2 separate regions of the Oryctolagus cuniculus genome follow, and region 2 is linked to region 1. The links are chromatin contacts, called in public Hi-C maps. All regions are on one chromosome and are shown on one strand. Each heading gives the region's core, a stretch centred on a gene start, on an enhancer-like site or on the middle of the called end of the contact. The rest is flanking DNA. Distances are from core to core; before and after follow the strand shown. Region 1 holds the start of HPGD (15-hydroxyprostaglandin dehydrogenase). Region 2 overlaps GLRA3 (glycine receptor alpha 3).

Evidence for each region. A called contact is a pair of places that touch in the nucleus more often than the background predicts.
Region 2: a contact with region 1 is called in a Hi-C map of an unstated tissue, with 1.8 times the contacts expected there. The contact joins the enhancer-like site here to the promoter of HPGD in region 1. A contact is called at or near these places in 2 of 6 Hi-C or Micro-C datasets (skin fibroblasts and an unstated tissue).

What each region holds. Positions count from the first base shown.
Region 1 is chr2:56,965,370-56,969,337 of mOryCun1.1, forward strand. HPGD (15-hydroxyprostaglandin dehydrogenase) reads right to left here and starts at 1,544. Exons shown (of 7, transcript XM_002709322.5): 1 at 739-1,544; 2 at 345-468. The coding sequence starts at 831. It also overlaps the pseudogene LOC100349218.
Region 2 is chr2:57,137,236-57,141,769 of mOryCun1.1, forward strand. The region is part of intron 5 of GLRA3 (glycine receptor alpha 3); the gene reads right to left. Among named protein-coding and RNA genes, the nearest start is that of GLRA3, 130 kb to the right of the region's middle. Within about 2 kb of position 2,481, at least 1 of the 8 cell types and tissues checked has an H3K27ac peak or open chromatin away from gene starts, as enhancers often do.

The DNA.
Region 1 (3,968 bases), core at 294-2,793:
TTAGCTTACTTTAACTTTCCAAGTTCTGTCTGTACTTTTAATCACTCAATAATTATTGTAGCAGCGCTGTCTTTGCATACACAGTTTTGATTACATTATGTAGTGCCAAATGACTAAAATGAAAGGATTTCTCAAGCAGTCCTGCCTTCTCTTAGTGTTTATGGCTCTTGTGTTGTCGGTGGGTAAAATAACAGTCCAAGCTGTCTTTCTGAGCTTAAGGTAGCTTGCTCTCCAGGAGGTAGGGCCCTGGCCCTCCGCCCTGGCTGGTTCCCTGGCTGGCTGCCTTCCGGTTGCTGCATGCTCCCAGCGTGTTCAGAGTGCATGCATCGATTCCCCTGTCTTACCTCTTAGTTGCTGCTGGTCAGCCACATCACACTGGATGAACAGAGTCTTCTGGGGTTCAAACTGCTCATCCAGGGCGGCTTTACACTTGACACCTGCTTCGAGATTCCAATCCACCAGCGCTACCTATTGGGCGACAGGAGAGGAATGGAAGTCCCGTGCAGCCCACGAAGCAGACGCACAAACAAAAAACAGATGGCAAGACGCTCCCCCTCTTGGACCTGAAACGCTGCAATTAAAGTTCGAGTTCTCCCGCAGCCGCTTTTGCGGTCTGCTCAGCAGCGGCAGCTTCTGCAAGGGGCAAGGTGGGCACGCTGAGCGCAGCCTCGGTGCCTCCTCGGGGGGGCCCCTCGGGTGGCAGGACGCGTGTCGGGGGCTGGGGGCAGCCGCGCTTACCTTGGCTCCCTTGTGCAGCAGCGCCTCTGCAAAGGCTCTGCCTATGCCCTGCGCTGCCCCGGTCACCAGCGCCACTTTGCCGTTCACGTGCATGGTGAGGCAGCTGCTCTGGCTGGCGGTGGGCGAGCTCCGCGTCTCCGCTTGGCCGCTGCTTTTATGGCCCGCGGCGCGCGCGTGTGCAAGCCCGGCCGGGTGCTCTGCTGCCAGGGGGCGGGGATGAAACTGTCAAGCCAGCTCCTAGAAACCCACAACTGTGTCACCTGCCCCTGAACGCTCCGCGGCGCCAAGCTTCGCGATCTTTATCTCCTGGATCCCAGACCAATGCCTCCGCTCTGTGAGTGTGGCTGTCAGCTGCCGGAGAGGCAGAAAGTTTGTTTCTGAGTTTCCTTCAGTGCTCTGAAGACCAAGCTGACAGAAGGGAGCAGAGACAGGCTTGGGAGCTTGGAGTCCTCCTTCTGTTCCCCAACAAGCAAAGGACAACAACAAGAAGTCAAATTGTGGAGATGTTGCTCTTCTTTCTCACAGTCTGAGTTCCCATCTCAGGACCCTTGGGAAGGGGATGAGGGACGTCGTTTTTAAGTCAGTGGCGTTTTTAACAAGCTTGCAGGGAGACTGGATATGAAACCCTGCATCCTATCGCTTCTAGAATCCTCCTGTGTGTCGTTGTAAGGGTGTCCCGCAAGAACTGTCATCCCCTCCAGGAGGACTCCCAGAGTCTGCGCGAGCCTGGGGAATTGCTGGTTCAATGGAATGTTTACTGGTTGAATCACACTGGCCCCGGCGGCGGCTCGCAGCAGAGAGTGGGGACAGAGGTTCCTGCCCTCCAGGAACTTGAGTGCTAGCTGTGTCTTGAGAAAGGCATTCAGGAGGAGCTACTCCGCGGACCCGGTCTCCTTTTCTCCAGTGATCAGCCACAGGCTCCGACTGTAATTCTGTCAGCTCAGCGTTAATTTCGTAAACAAGGAATTCTAAGCTTGGAGGGGATGGCGCTTGGGCAGAAGAGTGAGACCAGGAGCAGAAAAAATTTCTTCCATGTAGGGTCTTTGTTGGCTTGCAGAAGGAGACATGGAAGGGATCAGCTAAGCAGGGAAGGGAAGTTTGGGGTGGCTGTGTGAAATGTATGTTGTTGATAATCCACCGAAGCAGAAGTTTTCAAACCTGATTTGAAATCGGGTCTTGAAGGAATGTTGAGACATTAAGACAGGAAGATAGATATTTTCATTTTGTCATGATAATTAAAATAGTCACACAAAGAGTAACTTGAGAATAATAAATACATTTATGAAGGTAACAAATTCCAGCATGTACAGGACAGAGAAGAACTTCCCTCAGGAGGGTACTGCCAAGCAGAAAAGGGCAGCCAGAGTCACCCAGGAGCAAGTGGGGGAAGAGAGTGACAATACTTACGGGGGGAAACAATGTGAAGAATAAAGGAGTGGTTAATAACACAAAGTACTCTGATGGACACGAGAGAAGAAAGAATGGAGAAATGTTTTGCATGTCATGAAAATAATTAGTGTGAGTCAATTTAAAAGGTATAGGAACTAAATGGTTGACATTTAAAGAGAAAATGGCTAGTGAGAAGATGGCTATTACTATAGATTCAAGACCAGCTTTACATGGCAATGTATAGACTGAACAGCAGTTGGAATGAGTAGAGGCGACTAAAGTTTTCTTCTAAGAATGGGCAGGAGGATAGACTGTGATTAAAAGGCTGGACTCAAGGAGGATGAGAACTGAAAGAACAGGAAGCAGGGGTGAGGGGTGAGAAGTTGCAGCACAAGCATTGGATTCAGACAAAGGCACTTTGGGTCTTATCTCTGCTACTGACGTGCTGTGTGACCTTGGGCAAGTTGCTTCAACTCTGCACGCCTCAGATTCCTTATTAATAAAGCAACAGTTAGGCAATGCATAGAATGCACTATCTTCCTGATGTGAAGTAGTAACACAATAATGCTAATGGAAGCTAATTGTTTTTTGATTACTAACAAATAATACATGTGAGATACAAGTAGTGAAAAATGTGAGGAAAAGTGCTTTGAGCACATGGGCAGGATTGGGATCTAGGGAAGAGTTAGCATCCCTTAGCCCTTTTCTTTCCTCTCAACTTCCATAACAGCCCATGTCTTTATTCAGACCCTTATACTTTGTCCTATGATACAAACAACAGTTAGCCTCCTGATTTCTCTCTCTCTCTCTCTCTCTCTCTCTATATATATATATATATATAGCATCCAAATTTCTTCTTCCATTCAGCTTTCTCAGCCTTCTCACAAAAAGTTCTAAAACAGTCCGATCATATTTAGACATTCTCATGTTAAATCCCTTAAGATTAGGGAAAGCATTTGCCACAGCAGTAAATATTCTGCTTGGAACATCTACATCCCGTATTAGACTGCTTGGGCTTGCAGCTGATTTCGACTTCCTCCTAGTGTACATCACACCCTTGGAGGCAGTAGGTGATGGCAGAAGTAGTTGGATTCTGCTATCTACCTGGGAGTTGTGGATTGAGTTTCCAGCTCCTGTCTTTGGCCTAGCCCCAGTTATTGCTAGCATTTTGGGAGTGAATCAGCAGATGGGAAATCTCTGTGTCTCTCTGTCTCTGCATTTCAAAATAAATACACAAAATCCTGAAAATCTCCTAGCTCCAGGAAACTGTATAATGAGGGGTTCTATGTCCCATATAGTTCTTGAAATCGCTCTTTATTTGTGTTCTAGGAACCACTGTCAGTTACAATTTACTCCACTCTCCAAGCCTTCAGACCTTTGCCATACAATACCTGCTCACCCGAGTATCCTTCCCCTCCCATCTTCCTCACCTGCTTGCCTCCTCAGCTGGCAAATCTGCGGTGTGAGAACACAAATCACATCATGATGGGTTTACTATTCCTCAGCGTCTGCACAGTGGGTTACGTCCTTGTCTCTGGTTATCTGCCAGGATCCAGCACAAAGTCACCAAAGTGTGTGCTCAACACATGCTGAATGAAGGAGAGTACAGTTAACGTGAGATTAGAAAAAGTGGGAATTTTCCCTAGATGATGAGATTTCTCATATACTGTGATTATACCTCTATATAATAGTGAGATTAAAAAACAAATGTTGTGAGGGCCAGAGGCCCTGGGAAAGGAAGGCAAGGGTTCCCTGCTCACATTCCTCTCCCCAGCCCCTCAGGCTACCTGAATACACAATCCTGGCCTCCCCACATGCACGACTTCAGTGTTTTTCCCAAC
Region 2 (4,534 bases), core at 1,231-3,730, 170 kb after region 1:
TTGATTCCTGGCTCCAGCCGTTGCAGCCATCTGGGAGTGGACCAACGGAAGGAAGACCTTTCTCTCTGTCTCTCCCTCTCACTGTCTGTAACTCTACCTCTCAAATAAATAAATAAATAAAAATCTTTAAAAAAAAAACAAAATCCATTTCAGATTCTTATTTCTGAAAACATTTGAAGAGTGCCATTATGAACTGGTATTCATAATGACATAAAATTCAGATTTTAATGTGATTAGGCAGCTTAAACATTTAGGAAATGAAATTATAAAATTTTAATATAAATTCAAGATGAATTTGAAATATATCACTAAAATACTTTCATTTACATGCTCAACAGAAGTAATCAGCATGGTAATGGACAGATTTCAAACACAGTAATTCACATAGTCTAATAAAAACTGACGTGCGTTAGCCTTTATAGGAATCTCTATATAACTTCAAATGATTTATTATTTCATAATTTGTCATATAATTACAGCTACATTGTCCCTTTCAGGTTTCCTAGCAATTATAATTACTTTAAAAATATTTGTTATTAAAGCTAAACAAAAATGATTACCAAATTAGACAAAAGTTAGCTGACGTTTTACTTGCAACTAAATCTTATGATATCAAATACATCTAAAATTAAAATGTCATTTGTGCAAAAAAAGATATAATTAAAAGTGAGGAATTATATTTGATTCTCTTTCACCCAAAATAGTATATAGAAAATAATTTCACCTAAAATTGTATATAGATATCAGTGATGAATCTGAAAAAACAGATTTATAGGATGATTAATACAGTTATGAGAACTACTATAATAATAAAAAGTTACTTAAGTTAGTATGTTTTCAAATGGTATATCCTGTTGATTGAATTGTTGCATCAGGAAGGCTTACAATTGAAGTATACAAGCCTTAAATTGTTTATAGCAAATAAATGATAAATTCATAACTCTACTGCCATTAAATTCTGTTTACACTCGTTACCAGATAAATTAAAATGTGTTAAAGATTTCATAAAATTATTTGTTAAATCATCCAATTTTATCATAAGCTACATTCCCAAGATATTTTTCTTGGTGTTCTAATTCATGATTTGTTAATTAAATGATAATATATTTTAGTTAAACATGAAAGACTAAAGAATTTTTGCATAGAAAGGATATATCATAGCTATTTTTTCATGGAAATGACAAAATATCAGTGATTATAATTATGTTAGAGATGAAGGCTTACTTTACAAATGATGATGTTAACTACATCCAGTAGTCCTGACTACTCAGCTATATTCCATAATTTCAAAAGTAGCTATGTAGGGAAATTTTGTGACAATTAGTAACATAGAAAAAAAGTCACTGCTCATAGGAAACATTGTAACTTGGTGTATTTTTTATCATTTTTATGTTTAAAAACAAATGCAGAGAACCCTCATTTTTATAGAGACCTCTATTATTTTTTTAATGTAATTTATGTGCGAGCCAGAGAAAGAATGATTTCCCACTCACAAGTTTACTCCCCAATGGCCCACAATAGCCAGGGCTGGGACAGAACAAAACTGAGAGACTAAGAGCCTGAACTCAATTCAGGCCCTTCATGTGTGCTACCAGGACCCATTCACTTGGGCCCTCATTTACTGCATCCGAGGGAGCACATTAGCAGGAAGCTGTAATTGAGAGTGGAGTTGAGACATAAACTCATGCACTCTGATCTGGAGTATGGGTGTCCCAAATGCCACCTTCATTGTTGGGTCAAATATCTATCTCTGAGGCCAGCACTGTGGAATAGAGGGTAAAGCTGCTGCCTGTGACACCGGCATCCCATATGGCCACTAGTTTAAGACCTGGCTGATCCACTTCCTGTCCAGCTCCCTGCTAATGCACCTGGGAAAGCAGCAGAGGATGGCCCAAGTGTCCATGCCCCTGTACCCATGTGAATCTCCAGTCTCCTGGGTTTGGCTTGGCCTAGCCCTGGCCATTGTGGCCATTTGGGGAGTGAGTCAGTTGATGGAAGATCTCTCTCTCCCTCTCTCTCTTCCTCTTTCTGTGATTCTGACTTTCAAATAAATAAATAAATCTTTTAAAAATGTCTACTCCTATAATCATTATTTCCATTCAGCAATGTTTAGTAGGCCTAAGGACTGGAAATGATATGACTCTCCTTACTGTGACCAAGAAAAAGCAATTTGGCAGAACTTTTTTTTTTCCATAATTGCATTTGTATTTTTCATTCTACTATTAACAAAAATAAATCAACAAATTATTCTAAACCAGCCAGGGAATACTGATAATATAATTCTAAAGAAAAAGGCCCCTTGGGATTTCTGAGAGATTATAAATTTGAGTAAGCATTCTCTAAGTACTTTGGAGACTTCAAAATCTTTTGAAATCTGAGTGGGATACTCATTACATAACCAGTAAGAATTCATTGGTAGGGAACCATGAACCCGGTTGCCTCAGAACAAAAGATATAAAGTAAGCAACCAAAGCAATTGCCAGTATGATTCATACTTCCTAGGTTTTGACCTCAGTATGGAACACTTCTGAGGTTTACCTCTACAATACTTGTGGCCTTCTAATTTTTTTAGGATTATTTTCTCTAAAGTTGCATTCACACATTTTTTCTCATTTTCATGTTCTCATTTTTTTTTTAATTTGGCTGACTTTCCTGTTTATAATCATTACAGAACATTCCTATATCTTTATTTACCTAATTGGTTTTATTTTACTCTTGATCCTTTTTTGGTGAATATACTGGGTTTCTGGATGTTATCTTCTGAATTTTATCTTTTAGATTTATCATCCTGTATATTAGAGAATAATCTTTTAAATCTTTTTTTAAGAATTCAGAAGAATTTTGCTATCTTCTAATGTAATTCACTTATCTTACAAAACAGAAGAGTGAGCTGCTGAAATATTAATGGTTTATATAATTTGTATAGTTTCTTAATGAAAGACTTAAGGATATAATGCATTTTTCTGAGTTCTTCCTCTTGTATAAGTAGCAGCTGATGTACTGTATCATTCAAGGGATCATGGAGTTGGAAGCTGGAGTCATCTCTAGGGAAAGCACCACACAAGTTTTGAACCAATGTGCTATGGAAATGACATTTGGTTCAGGTGAAAAAACTGAGAGTTAAAAGAGTTTTTTGGAGGAAATAAAGAAGAAAGAAAACAGTGACAGTAATAAAGCATGGCAAATGGCTAAATCACAGGAAAAAAACACTGAAATCCTTTAACTTATAAGTGATCTTCTGTATTCAAAATAGTCTACTGAACCTAATGGTTGCTATTCAGCAAAACAAAGCACAGCAAATATTGGCAAGGACGTAGAGAAATTAGAACCTCTGTGCACTGTTGGTGACTGTAAAATGGTGCATCTGCTATGAAAAACAATAAGGTAGATCCTTGAAAAGTTTAAAATGAATCATCTTATTATCCAACAACTTTATTTCTGGGTACATATCTAAAAGAATTGAAAATCAACAAGAGGATATTTGTACATCCGTGTTCACAACATCATTAATCACAGTCATCAAAATCTGGAAGCCTTACAAGTATTCATTGACAGAGGAATGGAGAAAGAAAATGTAGCACATACTTGCAACAGAATATTATTCAGACTTTAAAAGTAAGAAATGTTTGATACATGCTACAACATGGATGAATTTTTAACAAAGAATGCTCAGTGAAATAAATCAGTCAAGAAAAACAAATACTGTGTAATTCCACTTACATGAATCTAAAGTCATTAAATTCATAGAAACCAGAAAAACGGTGCCTTCTGGGAAATGAGGGAAGGGAGGGATGGGGAATTGTGACTTAATGGGTACAGTATTTCGGTTTTGCCAGATAAAAACTTTGAGAGATTAAAAATTATTTTATTTACATCTCACTAGTCCCAGTGATCAATTTCTGTTCACAATTGACCATAATGATAGGACTAAGAACCAAAGGGATCACATAAACAAGAATAGTGTCTGCAAATACTAGCTGATAGAATAAAAAATGGAGAGAATGATCCAACATGGGAAGTGAGATACACAGCAGACCCATAGAATGGCAGATGTCCTAAACAGCACTCTGGCCTCAGAATCAGCCCTTAAGGCATGCAGATCTGGCTGAAAAGCCCATGAGAATATTTCAGGCATGGAAAGCCAAGACACTCTGGGGGAAAAAAAAAAAAAAAAAACTAAATGAAAGATCTCTGCGAGTGAGATCCCAGTGGAAAGAATGGGTCATCAAAGAAGGAGATACCTTTCTCTGAAGGGAGGAGAGAACTTCCACTTTGACCCTGGCCTTGTCTAAATATGATCAGAGTCGGTGAACTCCGAGGGCTTCCATGGCCTTGGCAGCTCATGACAAGAGCCTAGGGTGATTGCTGATGCCATGAACAAGAGTGTCAATCTGTTGGGTCAACAGCAGGAGTCACTGTGCACTTGCTCCTCATGTGGGATCTCTGTCCTTGGTGTGCTGTACATTGGGATTTGGTGCTGTGACTAGTGCTCAAACAGTATTTTTCACTTTGTGTTTCTGTGTGGGAGCAAACT